Regions from separate parts of the Mus musculus genome. Here regions 2, 3, 4, 5, 6 and 7 are each linked to region 1. A link is a contact called in public HiChIP or PLAC-seq, Micro-C and promoter capture Hi-C data. All regions are on one chromosome and are shown on one strand. The core of a region is the stretch at or near the end of the contact, and the rest is flanking DNA. Distances in the headings are between cores, read along the strand shown.

Region 1 (3,263 bases), core at 263-2,762:
AGCCTGCTGCAGGACCCACAGTTAGACTCCCAGAAACTTCTACATAAGCAAAGTTAAAGGCCACAGGTGGTGGTGGTGCACGCCTTTAATCCCAGCCCTTGGAGGCAGAGGCAGGCGGATTTCTGAGTGCAAGGCCAGCCTGGTCTACAAAGTTAGTTCCGGGACAGCCACCGGGACTATACAGAGAAACCCTGTCTCAAATCCCCCCCCCCAAAAAAAAAGCCCACAGGCACAACAGATTGCTTAGGTAGATCTGCGTGTGTGTCCCCTCTCTACTCTATACAAAACTCTGGTAATTAGTTCGTGGGAGACTATAAACCCCAAGCAGGCTTATAACTGCTGTGTTCACGGGCAAACTCAAAAGGGACATAAGTGCCTTCCTAGATCTGACCAAATCTCGAGAATGAACAGATTGTGAGTTCCATGACAGCAGAAAGCAGTATATAAGAAGGTAGTTCTGGGAAAGGGCTGTGGTTGAGCCGTGGGGTAGAGAGAGGCCCAACTGAAGGGAGTGTGCTGGCTGCTGTCTTTTTCAGTGATTATAAATTAATAAGGTGGCTTCTCACACCAGTTGATCTTGTGCGCGGCTTTGACATGGATGCGCCTGCTCTTTGGAGACTGGATGTCAATAAACAAGCAAGTTTCCTGGCCGGAAAATGGTGAGAACTCGGGGCACAGAGTGGAATCCGGAGCCTGCCTCTCCAGACCAGGGCCTTTTGCAGAGCACCTGCGAAGCAACAGCAGTCCTCTGGCAATCAGTATTGTCTGGTTTGATAGAGGGTTGGCAGCTTGCTCAAGGTAAGCAAATGTGGCAGCCTGTTCCATTTGCTAGGCACCACTGCCAATCTGGAGCAATGAGTTTCACGTGGGTATGCATTTCCTTAAGTCATTCTCTCCATTTTGCAGAGGAGGAAACTGAGGCTCAACAAAGCATCTTTTGGCAGATACTGCAATCCAGGCACCTGAAGTAGGTAGGCTCTGTGGCACAACTAACCAGGTAGGGCTGATCAAATCAGTGGTGGAGAATTCGGGGAGAAAGGGCTCCCCAGCCTTGCAATTCCAAGGAGTGGGCCCCAGGCTTTACTCAGCTGTGCCCACAGTCTCTAGCGGCGCTACTGCAAAGGGAACGGAATTTGCTCTTGACGTCTCTCTAGGGGGAACGCAGGCGCAGAAGGCCAGGGGCCTGGCGGGCTAACTGCAGCCCCAGCCCCCCAAAGCGCCCCAGGCCTTTTGGCTTCGTTCCAAGCCTAGCCCGAAGGGGAGGACATCTGCTTCCTCCAAGTGTCCCAACTGAAGGGCAGAGAGGCGAAGGAGAAGGGGACTCCTTTGCCGAGCCCCACTCCCAGGGGTTCGTGAGGATCAATCATCAGAAAACTAGAGCCACTTGTAATCTTATTCCCTGGTAGGAGGAGTCTGAGTAGTCGGCACGCGGGAGGGAGGAGATGGGACCAGGGCGGGGGAGGGCGGCCAGGGGAGCCGCTCAGGGAGGGGAGGGACTTGGCTAGGTTTCTCAAGCCTTCTTCACTCTCCAAACTTTCACCAAACTCTTAGCCCCCGCCTCCCCGAAACCAAAACACAACAAGCTCTGGAGGAGCGGCAGGCAACGCGGCGGGGCGGGAGGACTGGCGGCTGCAGAGAGCCTCGGGAGGCTGATGCAACTTTCCCTTTAAGAAAGCCACCTGGGCGCACCGCGGTGCGGACCCAGCACGCCTGGGCCGGGGGCAGCAGTATGGTAAGAGAGCTGGGGGAAGGGGGCTTTGCGGCCCGAGCCTAGGTCTGTCCAGCCGTCGTTCTGGGCGTTTCTGTGACTCTGGGAGGCTGAGCCCCAGGATGTGTATGGATGTGTGTGTGGTGCGTGGATGAGATAGCGTTTGCTTGCGGGTATCTGTGGCTAAGAGTGTGAGTGCTCGCACTGGGATGTCTGTCTCGCCGCGAAGGTCTGGGTAGGTGCGTGTGTCTGTGTGTCATCGTTGTCACCAAGGAACTAAAGCAGACGGGAGGGAGGGTGATTTCGGAATGGAGGGGGTGCGTTGCGTGCCGACGCCGGCTCGGTCGGAGGTGGTTGGTACGGGGCTGTGCGCGCAGCGCCGGAACCGAAGAGCGTCTTCGGTCTTTCTGGGGCGCCAGTGGGTCTGCCGCGGCCGGGAGCCGGCAGCGGGGTCTGTGCCCCGCGTGCAGCCTCTCGCCCCACCTCCTCTCCCAGCCGTGCTGGCTATCTATCTGGGCGCCGCAGCCGGCGGCCTTCCTAATCTGCCCGCCCACTCGCCCGCCGGGTGCCGGTTCCCGCGCGCCCGCGGTTCCTGGGAAGCAGCGAGGAAGAACCCCAGCGCCCTCCGGTTCTCTTTTGTCCGCGGCTCGCGTGGCTGCAGCGTTGAGAAGGGATTGCGGGGCGGAGAGTGGTTTTGGGGGACTGCTACTCTGGGGGGAAAAAATCCACGCCCTGCCACTCGAGCCTTCACTCTAGCCTTCCTTCTGGGCATGCTTGCGGCGAGTGCGGGCGGCCACAGGTGAGGCCTGGTTTCCCGCAGCTCCCGAGCGCCTGCTCCCAGCCTGTACCCCGCAGCAGGCAGCCACACACGGGCCGGAGCTGAGGCCAGCGAGCCGGGAGGGGGCTTGCCCGCAGACCCGGGAGGGGCCGAGGACGGGCGGGGGCGGGGCAAGGGGGCGGAGACCTCGGCACCCGGGTACTTTTCCACCGCGGGGGGCGGGGCGGCATCCTCCACGCCAGCTGAGAGGCGCACACGTGGTGGCTGATGTAACGCCCGCCCCCCAACACACCTTGCACACTGATTAAAGCGAACCGGTCTCGTTTCGAGGAAGTGGGCACTCCGGGCGGTGCCATGACTCCAAAAGTGACCGCGCCCCACACTGCCAGCCCGTCCCGGGCCTTCAAGTCCGGCCGGGCAGCTACTTAAAGGGGCCGCACCCCCTCTCGGGTCTGTTTTCCATAGGCCACGCCCCTCGCTAGTCACTCTTAAAGGAGCCGCGTACCCACCTAGCACTCTATGATAGCTCCCTCACAAAGCCTGTTCTACTTTTTTTCCTTTTTTTCTTGTTTTTTGGTTTTGTATTTTGAGACAGAATTTCTCTGCGTAGCCCTGGCTATCCTGAAACTTGCTCTATACACCAGGCTGGCCTTGAATTCAGAGATCTGCCTGCCTCTGCCTCCCAAGAGCTGGGTCTAAAGGTGTGTGCCACCACTGACTGGTTTCTGTTCTATTTTTTAAATGAAGCAAGTCTGAGGCTATGACTGTTAGAAAGAT
Region 2 (3,263 bases), core at 420-2,919, 790 kb after region 1:
CATTCACAGATACCACAAGGAAGAAAAAAAGCACAGGCTTCAGAAAGAAATATTTCTTTCTTACTTTTTGTTTTGCTTTTGTTTTTTTGTGACAGGGTTTCTCTGTGTAGCCCTAGCTGTCCTGGAACTCTGCAGAACAGGTTGGCCTTGAACTAAGAGATCTATCTGTCCCTGTCTCTCCAGTGCTGGGATTAAAGGCATCACTGCTTAGCTAATTATTTCTAACATATATACCTGACAAATTATTAGAATACAGGATATGTAAAATATGTCTATAACTAAATAAGAGAGATACCCCTTAGAACAAAATCTTACAAAAGTAACTGAAAAATTGGTAAAACTATTAACATAAAACTAGGGATATTCCAGGGGCTGGAGAGATGGCTCAGAGGTTAAGAGCACTGGCTGTTCTTCCAGAGGTCCTGAGTTCAATTCCCAGCAACCACATGGTGGCTCACAACCATCTGTAATGAGATCTGGTACCCTCTTCTGGCCTGCAGGTATACATTCAGGCAGAAAACTGTATACATAACTCTTTAAAATAAGTAAATAATCCGGGCAGTGGTGGCATACACCTTTAATCCCAGCACTTGGGAGGCAGAGGCAGGCAGATTTCTGAGTTCGAGGCCAGCCTGGTCTACAGAGTGAGTTCCAGGACAGTCAGGGCTACACAGAGAAACTCTGTCTCGAAAAACCAAAAAAAAAAAAAATGTTAAAAGGTTATTTGTCACTTAAGATAAAAATTTCAGCGTCTCCATCAGACATGGGTTCAATGAAGGTCATGTACTCTCAAAACCGTTAGACTCAAAAGAAGGTTCTGGTGAGGACAAACACAACTGCAGGAGAATACAAGAAAAACACTGTTTAAAGTAACTCTTCTCTGGAGTCATTGTGGAAAAGTACTTTTAAAACGTGTGTTATTTTACCTGTCATTTTGGCTACTTGTGTCACGTTAATCTATGATTAAGTAGTGTAAATGGCCATTTATTTTGTTTACATTTATAAAAATATGTGGATAACCCAGTTATCAAAAAAAAATCTTCCCAATCGTTGAGATTGTGCGGTTTTGTGTAGCACATGCCTTTAATGTATGTGTCAGAATGGAAAAGGTGGTTTCTTTTTTTCTTTTTTACCTGCAATGAATTTTTGCCATTTCTGATCTATATTGTACTTCACACAGTGATTTCCTGAAGGAAATATAATGATCTGTTCATCGAAGAAGAAGACATTGTTGGTCACGTGAGGCCGAAGACCAAAAACATGAAGCGCCTGAGCTACCACGGTGGACATGGTACCTGTCAAAAAGTATTGCAAAAGATGAAGAAAGAGGCAAGTAGGTGGGAGTGAAGCCGAGCAGCGCATCTCCCTTTCCTGCCCCGCCCCGCCCCGCCCATGGCCCCGGCCCGCCCCTCCCTGACCCCGCCTCGCCCCTCCATCGCCCCGCCCCTAGGCTCCTCTTCCTTTCCACCCCACCCCCGGGGCTCTTTCCGAGCCTTTCCTTCCTCTCCTGCACTCCCACCGCCCTCAGATCCTTAGGAGGACCCCAAAGAAACTATTTACCTCTTGCTTCACGGCTCTGGGTTACTAGACTACGTAGGGATCAGTAGGTGCTCTTCCTAAAGATCCGAAGCAATCCGGGCACGCCCAAACGCTAGAGCAGTTCCTATAGCAACGAGAAAACCGGAAGTGCGGCTATGAACCCGGAAGCGGAAGTCCCTGTTGAAAAGGCAGAGGCTTGTGGAGAATTTGTTGGCGGTGGTGCTGCTTGTGGGCACGTGGAGTGGCAGCCGAACCTCGCGGGGCGGAAGGCCGCGAGATGGACACCCCTCCGCTTTCAGAGTCGGACTCGGAGTCGGATGCGTGCCTGGCCTCAGATCAAGAGGTAGGCCGCAGCGGAGCTAGCGGGGCAGGGGCTGGGACGGGGACTTTATTTAGCTCTTTGGTACTGAGGCTCCCCGGTCTGTAGTTGCAGGATGCGTTTTCCCGCGGACTCCTGAAGCCAGGTCTCAATGTCGTGCTAGAGAAGCCGAAGAAGGCAGTGAATGACGTGGTGAGCTCGTGCGAGGGTCGGGGTCCTTGGAACAGGATGCGCACAAGCGCTGTGCCTCTTGGGAGACCGATTCTGGTGGGAAAGATGCACCCTGCGCTGCGGTCGTCATCCTGTGCGGATATTTGAGCATAGGACTTTGGGTTTCTGAGAGTCAAACTCGCGGTTCTCATGAGCGCCTTGTCTGACTTAACCTAGAGTGGCCTGAAACAGTGCTTGGCTGAATTCAGACGGGATCTGGAGTGGGTTGAAAGGCTCGATGTGACCCTGGGTCCAGTGCCAGAAGTCAGTGAGACTCAGCCAACACCTCAGAACCAGGACCAGAAGAAAGGCGTTAATCCAGAAGACGACTTCCAGAGGGAAATGAGTTTGTATGTTTGTTATGGGTCCTGCGATGGAGTTACAGGAAGGGGGTCTTAGTGTGTCTGCAACCTCAGAGGCACTGGGCGGGGTTAGCACGAGCGTGCGAGTGGATCTAGCGGGTTCCTCTGGTGGAAAGAATAGGTTCTTGGTCGCCGTTTAACCAGAACCCTGCTCGAGGGATGTTTCAGAATAATTCATTTGAAGCTTGTGTGGGTGCCTCCAATCATTAGAACACACTTTGCCTAGGGAATGTTATGAGTGCTCTTTCTGTAATGATTGGGAAACAGTTCATAGTCTGCGCAGTATTTAATAAGCTCGTTGTTTTAAACTGACTTGCTCTTGGAAGTATTTTCCCCTCGTAAATAAACATAAAGTGAGATTTCAGTTATATGTGCAATCAGTGGAGTTTTAGTTGGTGTGTCTGTCTTATCTTGCCAGTGCTGGTGGGATGTGATAGCTCTGAGGTTAGGTAACTTCTGAGAGGCAGTAAGAAGACATGAGCGCCCTTCCCCTCCCCTCATTACACCCTGTCCTGTAATGTCAGCTACCGGCAGGCCCAGGCAGCAGTGCTTGCGGTATTACCCCGACTCCATCAGCTCCAAGTCCCTACGAAGAGGCCCACCGATTATTTTGCAGAAATGGCCAAGTCTGATCAGCAGATGCAAAAGGTAGGTTTTTCTTCTGGAAAGCCAAGGTTTCATTTGTTCAGCTGGGTCATTCCTGTAGTCTTCAAAAAAAAAAAAAGATGTGTGGTGTTTGTAGCCAGTATTTCAACAGTCTCTGCTTCAGAGCCATGCCAGTCGCCTAGGCAAATTAGAGAGAGACGGTCTGGAGAAGTATGGGCCCTACGAAA
Region 3 (3,263 bases), core at 459-2,958, 700 kb before region 1:
AGAGGGTCCATGACTGAGCCCTCCCCCCACTCCCATCTGCAAATACTCACTAGGCTGTCACCTCCCACTGTCTGTGCCAACACCAGCTGTCATAACCTTCATAAAGACTCACCTGCCTCACATGCTAGTTACACACACCCTGTCCCAGTGACCACAGCAGGGTCACATACACACACAAGGTATCACGGTACCATCATGATCTGTCATTCCCATTCAGTGTCTTACACATGCTGACTGCCTAGCCTATGTTTTCCCCATACATTTCCAAAAATCCTAGACACCCATCTGTGCCATACACTCATAAGATTGCTGTCCTTCTTCACCTAACCCAGTGACCTAGGTTGCCACCTCTACTGTCACACATACAGAAAACCCATCATTACCCCTTCCCTGGTTATCCCAAGTACATATCTGGTCACCTTGTACATCATCTGTGTCACAAACAGGCTGTGGCCACCATCCCCTCACTCACTTTTTCCTCTGCTCTGGGGGCTCTAATCGAGCTGCCAGCCCAAAATCCCCCACCTTCAGTTCCATGTTATCCGTGATGAAAAAATTTCCTAGACAGTAGCAGAGAGACGCGTCAGATTCTTAACGCCTTTCATCCCTCCGCAGGTCTCCACCCTTCAGACCAGACGCAGGAATCTCACCCAGCTTGAGATCTCTGTGTAAGATACCCCTCTGGTGCAAGTACTTGAGGCCAGAAAGGATCTGGCGCAGGTAGTAGCGAACCTCTGGTTCCAACAGGGTGTGTCGGGCCTTCCAGATGTGGGCCAGGGACTGCAGAAAGTCACTGTTTCAGACCCCGCTTGCCTTCCCAGACCCTCCCTCCATCTGTGTTTGCTAAAGATGACAAGAACAGCTTTGGATCTTAAGAACCCGCTTCCTCCCCTACCCCTGTTCCCAATGAACCCACCCCGCCCCCATTCCGGACCTTTCGGCTACAGAGCTCCAGGAAAATGTATATGTTGTCAGCATCCTCGAAATGATGTGAAAAGCGAACGATATGGCGGTGCTGTAGGTCTCGGTGCAACTCTATCTCATTTAGGATCTGCGACAGGGGAGTGAAATCCTCATCTTTCCAGGGTTCCCACGCCACCATCCCCTCCCCATCCCTTGGACCGCAGGGCCTGGACCCACCTTCTCGCGCTGATGCGGCTTGGCGACGCGACTCTGTGGGATGACTTTGACCGCGTAGGCTATACCAGACTCGGTGTCAGTGGCTTCATAGCAGCGTGCGAAGCCCCCCTAGAAAGAAGAAGCTGCATCATCGATCTGGGCGCTCCGGAGTGGCCGGATCCGGCCCGTAGAGCTCCTCTCCACCTCCGGAGTGGCCCGGTCGGGTCCGCAGAGCTCCCCTCCACCTCCGTCAACGCTACCCCGGAGCCCCGACCCACCTTGCCCAACAAGCGACCCTTGGTGTAGGTACGGCCGCTGAGAGGGTCGGTGATGAGGCGACCAGGAGGATCCGGCGCCCGTGGCCCGGCCAGCACCTCAGGTTCCGATCGCGGGGAGGCATTGGCAGGCGGCCCCGGGCCGGCGGGGGGCGCGGACGGGGCAGCCGCGCGCGGGAAGGGGCGCGGAGACAAGAAGCCGGCGGCGGGCTCCATGCGGACGGCGCGGCGCAGCGCCTGCCGAGCTGGTTCTCGGTTCCGCCCGGCCCCGGCCGCGCGTGGCGCTGCCTGGTTTCTCTACGCTGCGATCGCGCCAGGGCAAGGGGGAGTCCGACGTTTTTATCAATGAACCCCTGCCCCCTCCCCGGTGTTTCGTCATCTCGAGCTCCGCCCCTTTCCTGGCTGCCAGGCTTGGAGAGGCCACGCCCATTGCTCCGCCTTACGTCACCTGAAAGATCTTCCCTTGCCTGGGCGTTCTTAAAGGCCACTCCTCCTGCTCTGGCCTTAAAGGAGCCCCGGTTGAGCTAGTCGCCTGGCAGGTGTAACCCTGCTCCGTTTCTCTAGGCTACCCAGTGCAAGTGACTCTTTTTTTCCCCTTCATCCTTAGAATGTGTGCTGAAGTCGGAGTGGAGGCCAGTTATCCGGAGGCCTCTTTCGAGCAACAGTAAGGGTTAGCATTCAAACTGGGGAGGAAAGACAGGGGTGTTGCAAACTGCTCAGTGCACATCACCAACACAGGTGGTTTCCTGCAAGCATCTCTTGCTCTGGTACAGAGCATGCTGCCCTCTTCGGGGACTGTGGAATAGCACGCTGCAGAGCCCGATTTACCTGGTCTGGGACTGTGCAATGGGTTTGTGGAACAGAGCCTGGTATTCAAGGTTTTATGTTTGCGTTTTGTTTTTCCAAGACAGGGTGTCTCTGTGTGGCCCTGGCTGTCCCAGAACCCACTATGTAGACCAGGCTGGCTTTGAAATCAAAGATCCACCTGCCCCTGCCTCCCAGTATTCACTGTTTTTCACCATGTTCCAGGCTACATCTTCTGCTACCCAATTCTACCTTATTATTCTTCTGAGGGAAAGGAGAGCTGAGGCAGAGTAGCTGTCATGTGATCCAGGCTGGCTTTGAACTCGAGGTCCTTCTGTCTTCACCTTTGACATGATGGGACTCCAGACCTGTACCTCTGCCCCAGACCCTGAGTTCCCCATCATATTCTCAAAAATACCTATTGCACCGAGTCAGCAGGCAAAAGGCCAGACAGTGAGGAATGAGAACTGGACACTCTTAGGTGCTAGAGACCTGCAACTGGGCAGTTAGCTTTGAAGTCCATTACAGATAAACTCAAGTAGGTGGCAGGAATCTATGATCTATGTGGAATCTTTTTCTGTGTGGGTTTTTTTTTTGGGGGGGGGGTGTTGTGGAGGGTTGTTTTGGTTTTTGTTTTGTTTTGTGACAGAGTTTCCAGGAAGCCAGGAATTCGACCTGTAAACCAGACTGGCCTTGACTTCCTACCTGTCTCTGCCCCTCCACCACTGCCCGGCTTCGATGTGAAATCTTTTTTTTTTTTTTTTTTTTTCCTTGAAATAGGTTTCTCTGTGTAGACTTGGCTGTCCTGGAATCATTCTGTAAACCAGGCTGGCCTCCAACTCAGAGATCTGCTGCCTGTCTCTGCCTCCAGAGTGCTGGGATTAAAGGAGTATGCCACCACCTGCCTAGTTTCCCCAGTGGAATCTTAATCCCTAAACTTTCTCCAGGGGTCACAGATCTCCTGCTGGCTGTGTAGCCTTCGTTTTCACTTGGAGCCATACATTCAGACCTCAGATTTACTGAAAACATCTGCAAAGTGGCAGGCGCTGCTACCAATAAGAATGG
Region 4 (3,263 bases), core at 433-2,932, 690 kb after region 1:
AAATGCTAGAGTTAGAAATGGCGCAGGCGTTGGAAGTGTCGGCGTTGGAAAGTTGGGGTCACAGTGTGCAGAGCCCGGGAAAAGGGAGCATTGCAGGGTCTGGGCAAAGAAAGGAGGTGAGCTGGGGCACAGAGTAGAGTGGAAAGGGGCCCAGTGACGTGGGAAGGGTGGGAGTTACTGTGTCAAGGGGCTCTTACCAGTGAAGTGGGACTTCATCCTTAGAGACTCCAGGCCTTGTACACCAACTCCCAGCCTGCAGACCATGCCACCATGCCCCTGCTGAAGCAAAGCAAAACAAAACAAAACAAGAACTCTCAAGACAGACTGTGACGGCACGTGCCTTTAACTCCAACACTTAGGAAACAGAAAGAGGAAGACATCTTCCCAGGACAGCTTGGACCACACAGATACTCTTTCAAAATAAAATTAAACTTACACTTAGCCACACCCCCTACCAGCGTCCCAGTCTAGGCTAGGTAGCAGTTGTGGGAAGGAAAAATGCAGGAGTGACCTAAAAAGCCACAGGACTTAATAATGGATATTAAGACAGGCATTCAGTTTAAGGCTATAGGCAAGAGGAAAGGGCTACTGCTCCCAACTGGGAAGGGCTTTGGGATAGGCCAATTGTCTGCATGGAGAAGCAACCATGGCTTCTGGATAAGCCAGGGCTGCAGGCAATGCCTACCACTCAATGTCTTAACACATTCTCAGGAAGATAAAACAGATTTTCATAGGCCTGCACCCTGTAAGTTATTAACCCTTCCGGTTCCTGCTCACTTTCCTTCTCGCCGCAGCCCTTTGTCAGTAAACAGAGGACATCACAGAACTTTTCTTTGGCAACCGCTCTGGGCAGCCCCCTCTCCAGCTGTGACCTCCTGGTCCTGTGGTGTCCAGCCTCGGGTACTGTGCTGGGTAATGAGAGCCCAGAGTGCCTCTGACACTGTCTTCTACCCTGGGAAGACAGACCATCCAGGTAGCTAGGAGGCAGGTTGGGTGGGAATGAGGCCAAGTTCCTGACAAACACTGAACCAAGAGTGTCCCGGACTCTGCTGGCCAGGGTAGAGGTGACCCTGAGCTGTATCTTGAAGGAAATGAGACATCCGTCCTCAGGATAGAGGCAAAGAGAAAGAAGAGAGAGGGCCAAGGGTCTGGCAAGTCAAGTCAAGGGGACCAGGAGACCTGAAGAAAGGTTTGAACCCCTTGAGTAGATACTTCAGTGTACACACACACACAGGTGCACGCGCACCGTGTGCTAGCACTTTTCAGGGAAGTCTGGAGCAAGCTTGGTTTCCTCAGGCTCTGCCTGGGAAGACTGTTCATTGCTCTCTCCCCTCATGGTACCATCTGGCTTGTTGCCTTTGCAGGTCTGTAAAACTCCCGGCTTCAACTTTGAACTTTGTACCGGCACTGGAAATCCACTTGTTTATCAGGGCTGGTAGGGGTGCCTGCTGAGATCTGTCCTTTTGGAGACAGGCTGGACCCCTTCTGCATTCCAGTTGCACTAATCCGCAGCTGTGGGGGAGGGAACAAGCCTACTGCCCCCTCAATGTGTTAGAGTGAGTCCTCCCTGCTGAGGACGCTGCAAATCCTGGCTGGTGCCCCGCCTTCCCTTCACCTGCACTTCCGCCCCGCCCACCTAGCCAGTGTTCCAGGTGAGTCAAGCGCCTGCTCTGGCCCTCCCACCTGTCCAGGTTCAGCAGTCTCAGCCGGAAGCCACCTCCACGGACTGTGCAAAGTGTCTGAAGGTGGGAGCGGAAAGGGGACGTTGGGGTCGTGGGAGAGGGTGCTCAGGCCTCTTTTGATCCATAAGGGCTCCTGCGTGCAGCAGAGAAACTAGATCCAGTTGAGTGTGTGTATCTGCAGATCTGAGGGGTGTGCATTACTGTGTTGTGGGTTGTGAAATGACAGTTGGAGGGGGATGGGCAGACAGGTGTGGGTTGTGAGTACAGAGGCATTTGGGATGTGACTTTGCCTATGTCTTTGGGAAGAATTCACAGAGCAGGGCAGGGGAGAAAGGGAACGGGTATAAAACCTTTGAAAAGTCTAAATGAACTCATGGTAGTATAACAAACTCTTGTCTTTTGAATACTGACTGCCTCGAGAGAGGGCCCAGAAGGCAACCAGAGGTTTCCTGGGAATGAATGAGTCAACTAGGCACGATCCGTTTCTGAGGCTTCCCTTTCCCCATACAATCTCTCCCCACACCCCTGAATTCACTTTACAAGCCTGGTGCACTAAGCCCAGAAACCCAGCTTCCCAGCCCCCAACCATAGGCCTACCCAGCCTACACAGCCTACCCAGCCCTCTGCCTCAGGGAAGTGTGTGGCTGGTAATGGCCAGTTCTGACTGGATGCTGAGGAGTCAGAGGTCACCTGTGGACCCTGGAGCAACCTCACCAGCCGGAAGGTCTGATTTGAATGAAAACTCTGATTTGAATGAGAGCCCAGAAGTGAACATGCTTGGTCTCGGGGTCTCGTGCTGGGTTTTGAGTCCCCCACACCTAAGAAGAGGACATGTTGGCATGTCGGGGAGCTGTAGTCATAGGCTCTGGTTGGCTTCCCGAGTGGATAGGAGGTGGCTAGATGCCTGTTAGGAGATCGAAGCTGGTGGCTAGAGGGACAAAGAGTAGGTAGCTTGGACACCGCTGTGGCAGAGGGCAGGGAGGAGGGCTGAGTCACTGGAGAAGGAGGTGGTGCATCTTGAGTCAGGTCATCCTTTGGGTACCACATTGAGGAGTGTGGCCAAAGCTGAGTCCTTCAGTTCCTTGCCCGGCCACTCTGCCCAGGGATGTCTCTGACTCTTACCACCCTCCAGCAGACACTGCACAGACCCAACTGTCCCCTTCCTCCTTCCCTAGCTGTGCCTCAGGATCCCATGCATCTCTCCATACACTCTTGACCTTCTTCCGAGGCTTCCAAGCCTAATCGTGTATATGTGATCTTCTCCAGCTCACATGCCCTTCCCGTAGGGTCTCCCAGCCCTGAGTGCTATGACTCTCATCAGGGCCCTTTCATACTCAGTTGGTCCTCTGAGATGGTTCCACTGGAAGGCCTGAGGGATGTAGTAGGAGAGGCTCCTGATGCAGGAACAGAGAGGCAGGGCTGCTTGGGCTATCTGGGGACAATCTTATGTTCTTTCGTTCTTCTGTTCTGTTCTTGCGGTCTGCTCCAGAGCTGGGTAGCTCCACACAATTGCTATTGAACTGCCGCTGCTCTGACTACTATCAGGTTGCCCGGGAGCGTGGCAGACTACACTCTGGTGTC
Region 5 (3,263 bases), core at 444-2,943, 580 kb before region 1:
GGCTTTGTCCTCCCTCCTTTCTGTGACTTCACAGAGGGAGTGCAGGTCACCAGGCTTGCTCAGCAAGCACCTTTAGTCACTGAGCCATCTCACCATCACTTGTCATTTTTTTTTTTTTTTTTGAGGGATTTTCCACTGAATCTGGATCTTGCTGATTTGGCCAAAGTGACTGGCCAGCAAGTCTCTGGGATATGCCTGATTCTGCCTCCTCGGTTCTGGGAAAGCTGTGTGCCCCCCCACACCCCCCCCGCAGCTTTTTAAAAAAAGATTTATTTATTTATCATATCTAAGCGCACTGTAGCTGTCTTCAGACACCTCAGAAGAGGGCATCAGATCTCATTACAGATGGTTGTGAGCCACCATGTGGTTGCTGGGATTTGAATTCAGGACCTTCAAAAGAGCAGTCAGTGCTCTTAACCACTGAGTAATCTCTCCAGCCCCCCCCCCCCGCCCCCGAAGCCTTTATGTGTGTCCTGGGGGTCTAAGTTGGTTCCTCACACTAGCTCAGCCATCTCCCCAGTTACTCCTCAGCAGTGTAAAGTGAGAGTCCCCACGGTTGGGGGCCATATGCTTTCACATACCCAATTCCCCTGTGATTTTATCTTTTATCTCTTTGCTGGATCTCTCTCATCTGAACAAAAGCCTGTACCTCCTAGCGGTTGCCAGCGAATGACAAAATAACTTGCCTTGCAAGTGTTCCATCCCCCCTCTTTCTTTTAAGACAAGTCTCATGTAGCATAGGCTAGCCTGGAACTTGTTATGTAGCTGAGGATGGCTTGAAGCATTTAGACTCCTGGCTGGGATTCCAGGGACATACCACTATGCTGTCACCTCCCACTCACTCTCAAGCCACTGACTCTTTTGTTCACTGGAATGGCACTTGCAAAGGTTGCTAACAACTTCTTTGTAAATCCAGTGCCATCTTTGAGGTTTTATTTACCGTATTAATCATCAGCCCTCAATACTTTCCTCCTGGTTTCTGTCTCCTACACACCATACCCACTCATTCCCATCACCCAAATAGCTTCTTTTTCTGTTTATGTATGTATGCATGTATGTGTTTATTTATTTATTTTGGACAGGGTGTCTCTGTGTAGCCCTGGCTGTCCTGGAGATAGATCAGGATGGTCTCAAACTCACAGAGTTCAACTCCTCACAGCTGGAATTAAATGCATGCGCCATTATGCCCAGCTCAGAAAATATTTACTAAATGTAAGAAAGCTGTACTCCTGTACTCGTCTAAACTACTTGGACTCACACATGAAAGGCCATGTCTTATTACCCGAAGACCCCTTTCCAGTCAGGCAACCAGTCTCAACCCACAGGTTTAGAAGGACCCGTTGGCACGCGCCGCCTAACACTGTTTTGTTCGTTTTTTCTGCCTCCAGCCTGGGAACTGCTGCTGGCGATGGAGGTAGATGTAGTTAGAGGTGCAAGTTCAAGTTTTCTACCAAGTACCAGAAGACAAAGTTCTGAGATGCCCTCTGCAGACCCGTAATACTTCATTCAACTCTCCCACCGACTCTTACCTTCACAGGAGGGTGCGGTCGCTCCGAGAGCGCTGCCCCACTGACCAATACTTGATCCAAGATCAAGAGAGTCAGCCAATTGCTGGGGCCCAAAGACAGTAGGGGCGGGGCGCGGTTGCTAGGGCCGGGCTAGTGGGTGCCGCCCGAGGCGCGAAGCGACTCCCTGGTTGCTAGGCAGGGAGGTCACAGAGTGCGGCTCGGGGATTGGACAGCGCTGGGCGTGGGCGGGGAGGGGCGTGGCCCGGCGGCGTCCCGGCCCCGCCGAGGTGAAACTGCGGGAGTTCCGGCGGGAGGCCTGTGCTGAAGACCCGCACCTTCACCATGGCCTCGGCCGAGCTGGATTACAGCATCGAGATCCCGGATCAGCCCTGCTGGAGCCAGAGTATGGAGGGGGATTGGGAAGGTGACCTAACAGCGATGCCCCGCCCACCCTGCGGCCCGCCCTCCCTCGGCCCGCCCCCTTCGGGGGTCCCGCAGGGCTGGCTAGAGCTTGCGGGGCGCTCCCAGCCCCGCCCCCCGTGCCCCGCCCCCAGTCGACTGAGGGTCTTTCTGTTCCACAACAGGTTCTCAAGGTTCTGCTTCCCTTTGTAGCTGGAGGCCCTTCAAGGTTCATTCTAATTCTTTTGTTTTGGATTCTCGCTCCTCATTTGCAAGTGTGACTAGGCCCATCCTTCATTTTTGCAGAGGTTTGGATTCCTGGGGGAGCCTCTGGTCCTCAGAAAAGCCAAGGGACTCAGCAAGCCTAGTCCTGCCCTTCTCAGCTCACCCTGGCAGTGGTTAACAGAATGGTCGGTTAGGCCGGGTGGAATTCTGTTGAAATCCTATCCCTTTAGTAATTGGATGACCTTCGGCAAACTTTCAACTTTGAATTTTAGTTTTCCTGGAGCAAAGCTGAGGAAAAATTGCTGGTTGCACAACTGAGATTATTTGTGTAAAGGACTTGGCATGAATCCTGATGGAAGTAAGCTTAGTAGTTGGCATTTAAACTTAACGTGTGTGTGTGTGTGTGTGTGTGTGTGTGTTTAACCCTCCTAAGGCCATATCATTAAAAAAAGATGTGTGGGAGGCCTCCTAAGATTAGTAGCTTGTAAAGTAGTGTAAGTTGTTGGACCAGAGAATGGAAGGTTGTCCCTTTTGGAAACTGGGGCAGAGGAGGCTTGGAGTACAGGTCGGCCAATGCTGCTCTTTGGTGTTTCCAGTCCACTGCCCCGCACTTGTCCAGCTCATCATAAAGTTTAGCTAGGGGGTGCTTCCTTCAAAAGCCTCCCCAGAGCCAGGTGGTGGTGGCGCACACCTTTAATCCCAGCACTTGGGAGACAGAAGCAGGCGGTTTTCTGAGTTCGAGGCCAGCATGGTCTACAGAGTGAGTTCCAGTACAGCCAGGACTACACAGAGAAACCCTGTCTCAAAAAACCAAAAAACCAAAACCAAAAACAAAAAAAGTCTCCCCAGGCCTCCCTTCCTATGCCCTCCTGTCCCACTGTGTGTTTCTTGCTTGGAATCTATCTAGGATGGGGCAGGGGCCTCTCATCTCCTAAAGCACGAAGGAAGGACTGCCACTATCTGTTTCTCCCTAGAGGTGGATCGTTGGGCTTATAGATGTGAAAGGACTTTTGAAGAATTTTTGACAATAGCATTAGATGAAGTCAGTTACTATTTCTGTCTTGGCAGAACCATCAGCTGCAAAGGGCTGGTTCTCCATTCTGCAAGGCCAGGAGGGTAGGGACTCTCTCT
Region 6 (3,263 bases), core at 569-3,068, 570 kb after region 1:
TCCTGCTTCTTTAAGACTAAAGACCAAATTATTCTCTTGAGCTTTTTCTAAACCATGTGCTTTCTTCCCACAAAATAACGTCGATACCTCTGCCTCCTAACTATCCGAAGCCTGCCAGCATGATAAACCTTAACCTCTGGCATAACTGCGAGCTGAGCCTTCTCTTTCCCAGTCTCAGCCCCATCACCCACCACTATGGTAAAAGCAGGCCCTTCAGTGTTAAAGGCACCTTGGGGCAAATACTGGCTCTGCATGTTTCTCCATTCCTGAACAGGGAAAGCAAGAATGACAATTTCCTGAGGATTCTACCTGTGTTAGATACTTAGAGAACTTAAACTTCCTGGATCCCACCCATTTGTGGAAGGAGGTTAAATGCCCCACTAAATGTGACACTTCACTTACGCCTCTGCAACACCTATTATAATCCAATGTTCATTTAGTCCCCACAGCTAAGGAGTCTCTGTTTTACCCTCTGCATCCACCCTAACCCTCAGCACAATTCTGGTTGCAGAACAGCACTTGCTTCTTCCTCTCTTTTGGGAGCCTAGCCTCTCTAAACATCACCCTTTCTTCTTGGTATTCTGTTTCTACCCTATTCACTCATAGGGTTTTCATGTGTGTAGTTTATCACATCCTCCCCATACACGGGTGTGTGTACTCATACATTATACATATATAAGATCACACCCGTGTCAGAGTGCACGTGTGCAGGTCAGAGGACAACTTGTAGCTGTAGAGCGAGCTCACCTACCTGGGAGTTCTAGCCCCAATACTAGCTGCACAACTATGCTTCTTTTAATAGTGGCACCTCAGTTTCCTGAAAAGAGGGATGATAATGGTGTTTGCCTTATAGGGTTGAAAGAACTGGTAACAGTAAAGAGCTCAGAATTGTGGCTGGCATACAGTAAGAATTCGACAAGTAGCCATTGCTATTTGTATCGTTACGCACATGCATCAACCTTCCCTCCTACAAGGCTATCCCTCTGGGGTCCTGGACACGCTAGCCAAATTTGGTACCTCCTCGGATCCGCTCGTTCAGTTGGAAGGAGTAGTCCTAAGGTATCTTTGCATGGCATGACACCTCACCTGCTCTGACTTCAGTTGTCTGCTCTGTACATGACAATAAATACTGCCAGATTCCCTGCTGGAGTCTGAATGTCAAAACATACATATAGGGTTCTTTGCATCTAGGGGGTGGGGGGTGGGGTGGGGGGGCGGGTGCCTCGTCTGCCTTTTCTGCCTTAACTTGTGATCCCCAAGCCACATCACAGAACAAATACTTTTATAAAGAAGGAAGCAGGGTCTGTCCTAAGTTAAGACTGGCCAGAGGGTTGTAGGGCTTTGCCAAGAGCACGAACGCTAGAGCGAAATCAACTCATGCTATTGATTGCATTCCAATAGATGAGATACAAAAAACCCCGCAAAGTCGGTCAGCTTCGGCGTGGCACAATGAAAATCCCAACTAATAACCAAAACACGAGTTTTTATCAGCATCACTATCGCTAACAAGTCTGTGGATGGGCGACGAAGATCAGGATGGCATCTGAGTAAACAAAACAGCAACGGCCTCCTTGAGGCTCCGGAGGGTGAAGGCTGCCACACGCCCGCCCTCGGGCCTCGGCCCCGCGCCCGCCCATCCCTCACCTCTGGCTCGGGGCGCTCCGAGGCCATCACACAGCCCTCCCGCGCCGGCCCGGGCCAGGGAGGTTGCTCCACTCCTGACCTCTGACCCGGCTAGTTCTGTACCGGGCAGGAACCGGAAGTTGTTGGGATGGTCCCGTTTTGAGTTTTCTGATTGGTGAGCGCAGCAAGCCGTGCGAGAAACCGGAAAGGGAAGTGGTTGCGCCCGCCGGGCCGCGGCAATGCAGGTGAGAAGCGGGTTGGGCCTTATAGCCGCTGGCGGGAGGGTGATTGGGCTGAGGACACCGGGGAGTTGGGGCTGTGAGCGGAGGGCAGAGGAAAGGCAGCGGAGCCAGAGAGAGCGAGGCCAGCTGCGGGAGGCGCGGGCATCGAGCCCGCTGATGTGAGAAGGTCGGAGGCCCGGGGAGGAAAGGCGGACTTGATTGAGCGTGGAAAAGGATCGTGGTGGCATTTGGGAAGGCTCGGGAAAGTAGTGGGCTGCCGCACGCCTCGATCTAGGCTGTTGGACACAGGCGTCATAAGGCTTCAGAAGGCTAAAGGGATCGTGGGCCTCCAAGGATGAAAACTAAGCTGTTTGTAATTCGAGGCTGTGGGTGGAACCCGGTGTCCAACCCCCTCAGTCACATAGTCAGGTTTGCAAATCAGCTTTGCATCATTCTTCCCGGCTTGTACCTCGTTGCTAAGGGCGGAGAAGTGGGGTAAATAGTCCTCAGATAGTCAAACGGAAACCCTCTGCCGCCTCAGCGTTTAAAATTGTCTAACACTCAGAAACAATGTGCAGGTTTCCTCGCCTTTGTCTTTCATTACTCTTTCATTACTCACTTGGCTTGTTGCATCTGATAAACCTACACTGTTTATGGGTCACCCGAATTATGAAAGAGACACGGGAATATTGGCACAAAGATGCACGTTGACTTTCCAAAGCACCAAATGCTATGGATAAACGGCCAGTTGGGGGACCGGGAAGGGGATTGCAGAGCTGGTATTCAGAGAAAACCTTACAGAGAGGCAACGTGTGAGATTGTCCAGATTGTGTGGTTGACAGTAGCTACACTCACAAGAGGATGACCAGAGGCACCCATGATATAATGAACTTCGGGAATTATTTAGGCTGTGTGTGCAGATAGCACCCCTGTTATCATGGCAAACCTTTCTGAGGTGAACTGAACTTCCTGAAAAAAACAAAACAAAACTGTGTCAATGCCAACACCACAGAGTGACACGAGGGATTCTCATCCACCCAAGGAAAGCAGCGCAGTGACAATAAGCAGTCGTGAGGTAGGCAGGCCACATCTATTTTCCAGAAGAGGAACTGACAAAGAAGAGTGTGCAGAAACCTGAGCACGTTCCTATTAACCCTACTGCAAATCTAAGAGAATGTTGTCTACTGGGAGAGGCAGTGTTTGAGAGCTGGGAGGAGGAGAGCATGGAATTAAAAAGGTGCAAGGCTAAGTGAGTTCGAAGCCAGTTTTGTTACAAAGACAAATCATGAGGTTTCAAGCCAAAGAGAATTAGGTCTGGTGCAATGACCTTCTTGAAGGACCACAGTGTAGGAGGGTTATAGAGGAATCAGTTAGTAGGAGGACTTCAGGCCAGGTGAACAGGTTGAAAGGTCTAAGGGT
Region 7 (3,263 bases), core at 218-2,717, 550 kb before region 1:
GAGACCCATTTGTGTCTGCATCAGGAGCGCTGGGATTGAGAAGAGAAATACTGTCTCTAACCTACGTCACCCTGAAAGGGGCTTCAGCCAGGGCTCAAAGACAAAGGTGCACACACTTGCCACTTCCTGAGCATCATCCTGGGAAGTGAACCATCTTACCACTCCTGGCCCACAACATAACAGCCACCTTATTTAAAACTAATCTTTTCCACATCCTTTTGAGCAGACTGATCCTTCTAGTTGTACTGAGTTCTGGCTTCCCCAAGTCTGGACAAGTGAATTCTTACTGGCAACCGATACAAGGGAGGACTTACAGCCCAGCACCCCACACCTCTAAGACAGAGGAGGTAGGGAATAAGAGGAAAATCGAGCCCTTACTCATTGGTCACATGGCTCCTTGAGGATGGAGGTCACATGGTCACAGTTATCCCAAGGCTGCCTCCCTTGTGGCCCATTTCTCTAGCCTGAAGACATCTCTTCTGCCTAGGTTTGGCAGAGTATCCCAGAAAAGCACCTTTTACCCTAATTGTTGTATCTTTAGATGAAGCACTGGGCCCTGGGTTCTGCCCATATGCAACACCACGAGCAGTGCAAAAGACCTGAGGTTTCAAGTGAGCAGGCGGCAGCGGAGTGCACAGCCCAGAGTGCTCTGAGACCCGAGGGTCAGACGAGCTGCTCTCTACAAGACTTTCCTCATTTCCCCAGGCTTTATTTCTGTTTCTTAATCTGTTTGTACTGGGAGGCAGAGGCAGATGAAACTCGAGTCTGAGGCCAGTGTGGTCTACACAGCGAGTTCCAGGTCAGCTGGGGTGACATAGTGAGATCTCCTCTCTAAATAAATAAGAATCTATTTGTAGACCGACCTCCCTCGACGTTCTCTTGCTCTCTTTTGTCCTGAGACATTGACCCTCCTTGTCATTAACCCCAGGCTCTCAAGCTCACAGCCTGTTCTTCTGAGCCAAGTGTCTTCACCATGACTCTTGCTAGACCACTGCCTAGATTACATTCAAGGCAGCCGGTCTGACCATGTAGGAAGCTCTGTTGAGGATGACGAGGGGACCCTAGTCTGGGAGGGGGGACAGAGGAATGAAGGGATGCAGGGACTTATCACAGTTCTTCAACTCTTTCATATCTAACAAGGACAGCAATCTCTGCTGTCAGCATGCACAGGACGGCTTAAATGGGCCTCGCTACTCTCCTGCTCATCCTGCCTCTGCCTCCCTCTCTGAAGTCGGCCGGGCAGCTTCTTCGGCTGGCGTTATCACTCCCTCTAACCGGTCTTGGCAGGCAATCTAATTCCTCCTGAAAAGGTCACCGCCATTTTAACTGCCTTTCAATCACATTAAGCAGGAGCTGCCCAGCTTGCGGCCCAGCCCGCCCGGCGGCGATCAATGCACTGCACTGACACCAGCAGCCTGGCAGGGCCACACCCAACCCCCCCCCCCAAGAGTTGGGCCTATTGGTCCTGGCCAGGGAGGGTCGGCTGACAGATGGCCAGCTTTTGCAGATGGGCTTCAGGGGCAGAGGCAGTCAGGATCAGCCAGGGCCTCTCTTTGATAGCCCCTCCCATTGAGGAGGCTCCACTTTCTGCCTCGTGGCCCCCGCTGATCTCGCTGTAAAACAGCCTTTCAAGTTAGCCTGTCTTTTGACTGCACTAAGCTGTTTAAGAGGCGGCAGCAGCTTCTATCAGGAAAGCTGGAGCAATTCTCTGCAGATAAAGGCCCCTCCGGCCCCATTCCCTCTTCAAGTCTCATTCTCGCTCTCCAAATCGCTCAAAGAAAAGCCCTCTTTGAACTCTCCTCAGGAATTCTTGAAAGGATCAACCTCGCAGTGTAAACACACCCAGAAAGATGATACCTACCCGAGGCCCGAGAGCCTCTGACACCCATCTGCTGGCACATCCCATGCAGAAATGGCTTTGCTTAAGCAGTGGGCCCTGTGCAGCCTGACCCATTCAGACACTCCAGGAGCCCAAGAGCCACAGGGTCCTGTTCCTTGCCAAGAAACCTAAGCAGCAGCTGCAGTTGGTGTGAACAGTTGCAACTGACAGCAGAGCTAATCTAGAACAGCCTTCCAGAACTGACTCAGCAAGACTGCCTTCTAAACCTGGTCACACACCCTAGCATCCATGTGCCTCATTCCTGGGCTCATGAGCGCCATCCTTCATTCTTGAGAGGCTTCAGACCTGCTAGAGCCCCAGGACAGAAATGCTCTGTGCAATGACAACTAAGGCTGCTTACCTAGGGGGTGGCAACAGTTTGGTTTAACCCTCCTGATTTACGCTCTGACTTGTCTTCAGACTGGTGGGCACCATGCAACAAGCTCAGAGGCACAGTGCCCATCTGCACTGGATGGCACTGCAGAGACTTGATCTCACCGGAGACCAGGTGTCATGGCTCTACGGAGGCAAAGGCCCTCCTTCGAGCCTGCTGAGAGATCCCCCAAAGACCACACACAGTGGCCATCTCAAGGGTGTTGCCCAGAAAAACAGGAGGCAGATGGGATGCAGCCTGGCTCTCTTAATGACCACAAACTGCAGTGCCAGCTGTGCTTTACACAGAAAGAGTTAGAAGCCAAGAAGCAGGTACCTCTTTCTCTTGCCCATGGTGACAGAGCTTGACAAGAGGACACTGACCCTGGGCACCTAACCAATTCTTCTGTCTCATCTAGGGAGCCAACCCTTGTCTCAGGAGCTAGGAAGGGAGCAGAGACGGGTAGGGCCCTGAAGACTCTTCGGCAGCGATTGGGGAGAGCCCAAGGGAAGCAGGGAGCAGCTGAGCCCAGGCCCCTCTTCCTTCAGGGCAGAGGGCGCCATGGGAGAAGAGATGGGATCAGAGCTAAAATTAGATTCACCAATGAAGCTCATGGGAGGTCAAATTTTGCCATAACTCACTCTCTCCTCTGTAACTGATTTCCCTGACACAGACCTGGGGAGGAGGAGGAGGAAAATGCAATGTGTTTGCCTAGAAGCCCTGAGGGCCCCTAGTGCTGGAGGTGTACAGCAGGTTGCTGGATTCTCATTTATCAGCCTTAAGAGGGATGGAGTGATAAATGCATAACCGTCCCTTTAATATTTTATGCAGGTGCTAACGCGGCTTGGCTGTCACCTTCAATGCATCACCCGAGGCTGAGAGCCCCCCTCGTCACTGCTAGCTTGCAGCCTCACAATTCCATTTCCCCACCCAAATACAACCACTTTAATATGCACATCACAGGCGGGCAGCACGGTCACAAAGGAGCCCCACGAGCAAGAGCTCCCACGT

The links. Promoter capture Hi-C pulls out the DNA fragments that hold promoters and counts their contacts. A called contact is a pair of places that touch in the nucleus more often than the background predicts. HiChIP or PLAC-seq counts read pairs in DNA pulled down with a chosen protein or histone mark.
Region 2: a contact with region 1 is called in an HNF4G HiChIP or PLAC-seq map of pancreatic cancer cells. The contact joins the promoter of Cfap57 here to the promoter of Slc6a9 in region 1.
Region 3: a contact with region 1 is called in an HNF4G HiChIP or PLAC-seq map of pancreatic cancer cells. The contact joins the promoter of Plk3 here to the promoter of Slc6a9 in region 1. A contact is called at or near these places in 2 of 115 datasets of contacts at active chromatin or transcription factors (neural tube and pancreatic cancer cells).
Region 4: a contact with region 1 is called in a promoter capture Hi-C map of embryonic stem cells, with 2.3 times the contacts expected there. The contact joins the promoter of 2610528J11Rik here to the promoter of Slc6a9 in region 1. A contact is called at or near these places in 1 of 39 promoter capture datasets (embryonic stem cells) and 1 of 115 datasets of contacts at active chromatin or transcription factors (differentiating embryonic stem cells).
Region 5: a contact with region 1 is called in an H3K4me3 HiChIP or PLAC-seq map of embryonic stem cells, with 4 times the contacts expected there. The contact joins the promoter of Armh1 here to the promoter of Slc6a9 in region 1. A contact is called at or near these places in 4 of 39 promoter capture datasets (the 3T3-L1 cell line, hippocampal neurons, liver and 1 more), 2 of 484 Hi-C or Micro-C datasets (both in embryonic stem cells) and 3 of 115 datasets of contacts at active chromatin or transcription factors (embryonic stem cells and forebrain).
Region 6: an H3K4me3 HiChIP or PLAC-seq map of embryonic stem cells shows a contact between it and region 1, with 4 times the contacts expected there. The contact joins the promoter of Med8 here to the promoter of Slc6a9 in region 1. A contact is called at or near these places in 6 of 39 promoter capture datasets (the 3T3-L1 cell line, the SN4741 cell line, embryonic stem cells and 1 more) and 4 of 115 datasets of contacts at active chromatin or transcription factors (embryonic stem cells and pancreatic cancer cells).
Region 7: a Micro-C map of embryonic stem cells shows a contact between it and region 1, with 2.1 times the contacts expected there. The contact joins the enhancer-like site here to the promoter of Slc6a9 in region 1. A contact is called at or near these places in 4 of 39 promoter capture datasets (the C10 cell line, hippocampal neurons, neural stem cells and 1 more), 2 of 484 Hi-C or Micro-C datasets (both in embryonic stem cells), 7 of 115 datasets of contacts at active chromatin or transcription factors (embryonic forebrain, embryonic stem cells, large pre-B cells and 3 more) and 1 of 9 other capture datasets (embryonic stem cells).

The regions. Positions count from the first base shown.
Region 1 is chr4:117,833,746-117,837,008 of GRCm38.p6, forward strand. It overlaps Slc6a9 (solute carrier family 6 (neurotransmitter transporter, glycine), member 9), which reads left to right and starts at 1,513. Exons shown (of 14, transcript NM_008135.4): 1 at 1,513-1,732.
Region 2 is chr4:118,619,116-118,622,378 of GRCm38.p6, forward strand. It overlaps Cfap57 (cilia and flagella associated protein 57), which reads right to left and starts at 1,670. Exons shown (of 23, transcript NM_026789.5): 1 at 1,561-1,670; 2 at 1,134-1,295. The coding sequence starts at 1,290. It overlaps Ebna1bp2 (EBNA1 binding protein 2), which reads left to right and starts at 1,684. Exons shown (of 9, transcript NM_026932.4): 1 at 1,684-1,882; 2 at 1,967-2,050; 3 at 2,246-2,418; 4 at 2,955-3,078. The coding sequence starts at 1,817.
Region 3 is chr4:117,132,255-117,135,517 of GRCm38.p6, forward strand. It overlaps Plk3 (polo like kinase 3), which reads right to left and starts at 1,709. Exons shown (of 15, transcript NM_013807.3): 1 at 1,398-1,709; 2 at 1,141-1,248; 3 at 935-1,051; 4 at 651-780; 5 at 473-560. The coding sequence starts at 1,610.
Region 4 is chr4:118,525,593-118,528,855 of GRCm38.p6, forward strand. It overlaps 2610528J11Rik (RIKEN cDNA 2610528J11 gene), which reads left to right and starts at 1,683. Exons shown (of 3, transcript NM_025572.2): 1 at 1,683-1,745.
Region 5 is chr4:117,250,224-117,253,486 of GRCm38.p6, forward strand. It overlaps Armh1 (armadillo-like helical domain containing 1), which reads right to left and starts at 1,694. Exons shown (of 13, transcript NM_001145637.1): 1 at 1,530-1,694. Tmem53 (transmembrane protein 53) reads left to right here and starts at 1,728. Exons shown (of 3, transcript NM_026837.3): 1 at 1,728-1,911. The coding sequence starts at 1,851.
Region 6 is chr4:118,407,519-118,410,781 of GRCm38.p6, forward strand. It overlaps Med8 (mediator complex subunit 8), which reads left to right and starts at 1,819. Exons shown (of 7, transcript NM_020000.3): 1 at 1,819-1,868. The coding sequence starts at 1,863. It overlaps Szt2 (SZT2 subunit of KICSTOR complex), which reads right to left and starts at 1,745. Exons shown (of 72, transcript NM_198170.4): 1 at 1,645-1,745. The coding sequence starts at 1,671.
Region 7 is chr4:117,282,039-117,285,301 of GRCm38.p6, forward strand. All of the region lies in intron 8 of Rnf220 (ring finger protein 220), which reads right to left. Among named protein-coding and RNA genes, the nearest start is that of Gm12843, 5.7 kb to the right of the region's middle. Within about 2 kb of position 1,468, at least 55 of the 459 cell types and tissues checked have an H3K27ac peak or open chromatin away from gene starts, as enhancers often do. A contact at or near this core is called in embryonic stem cells, where this site is marked.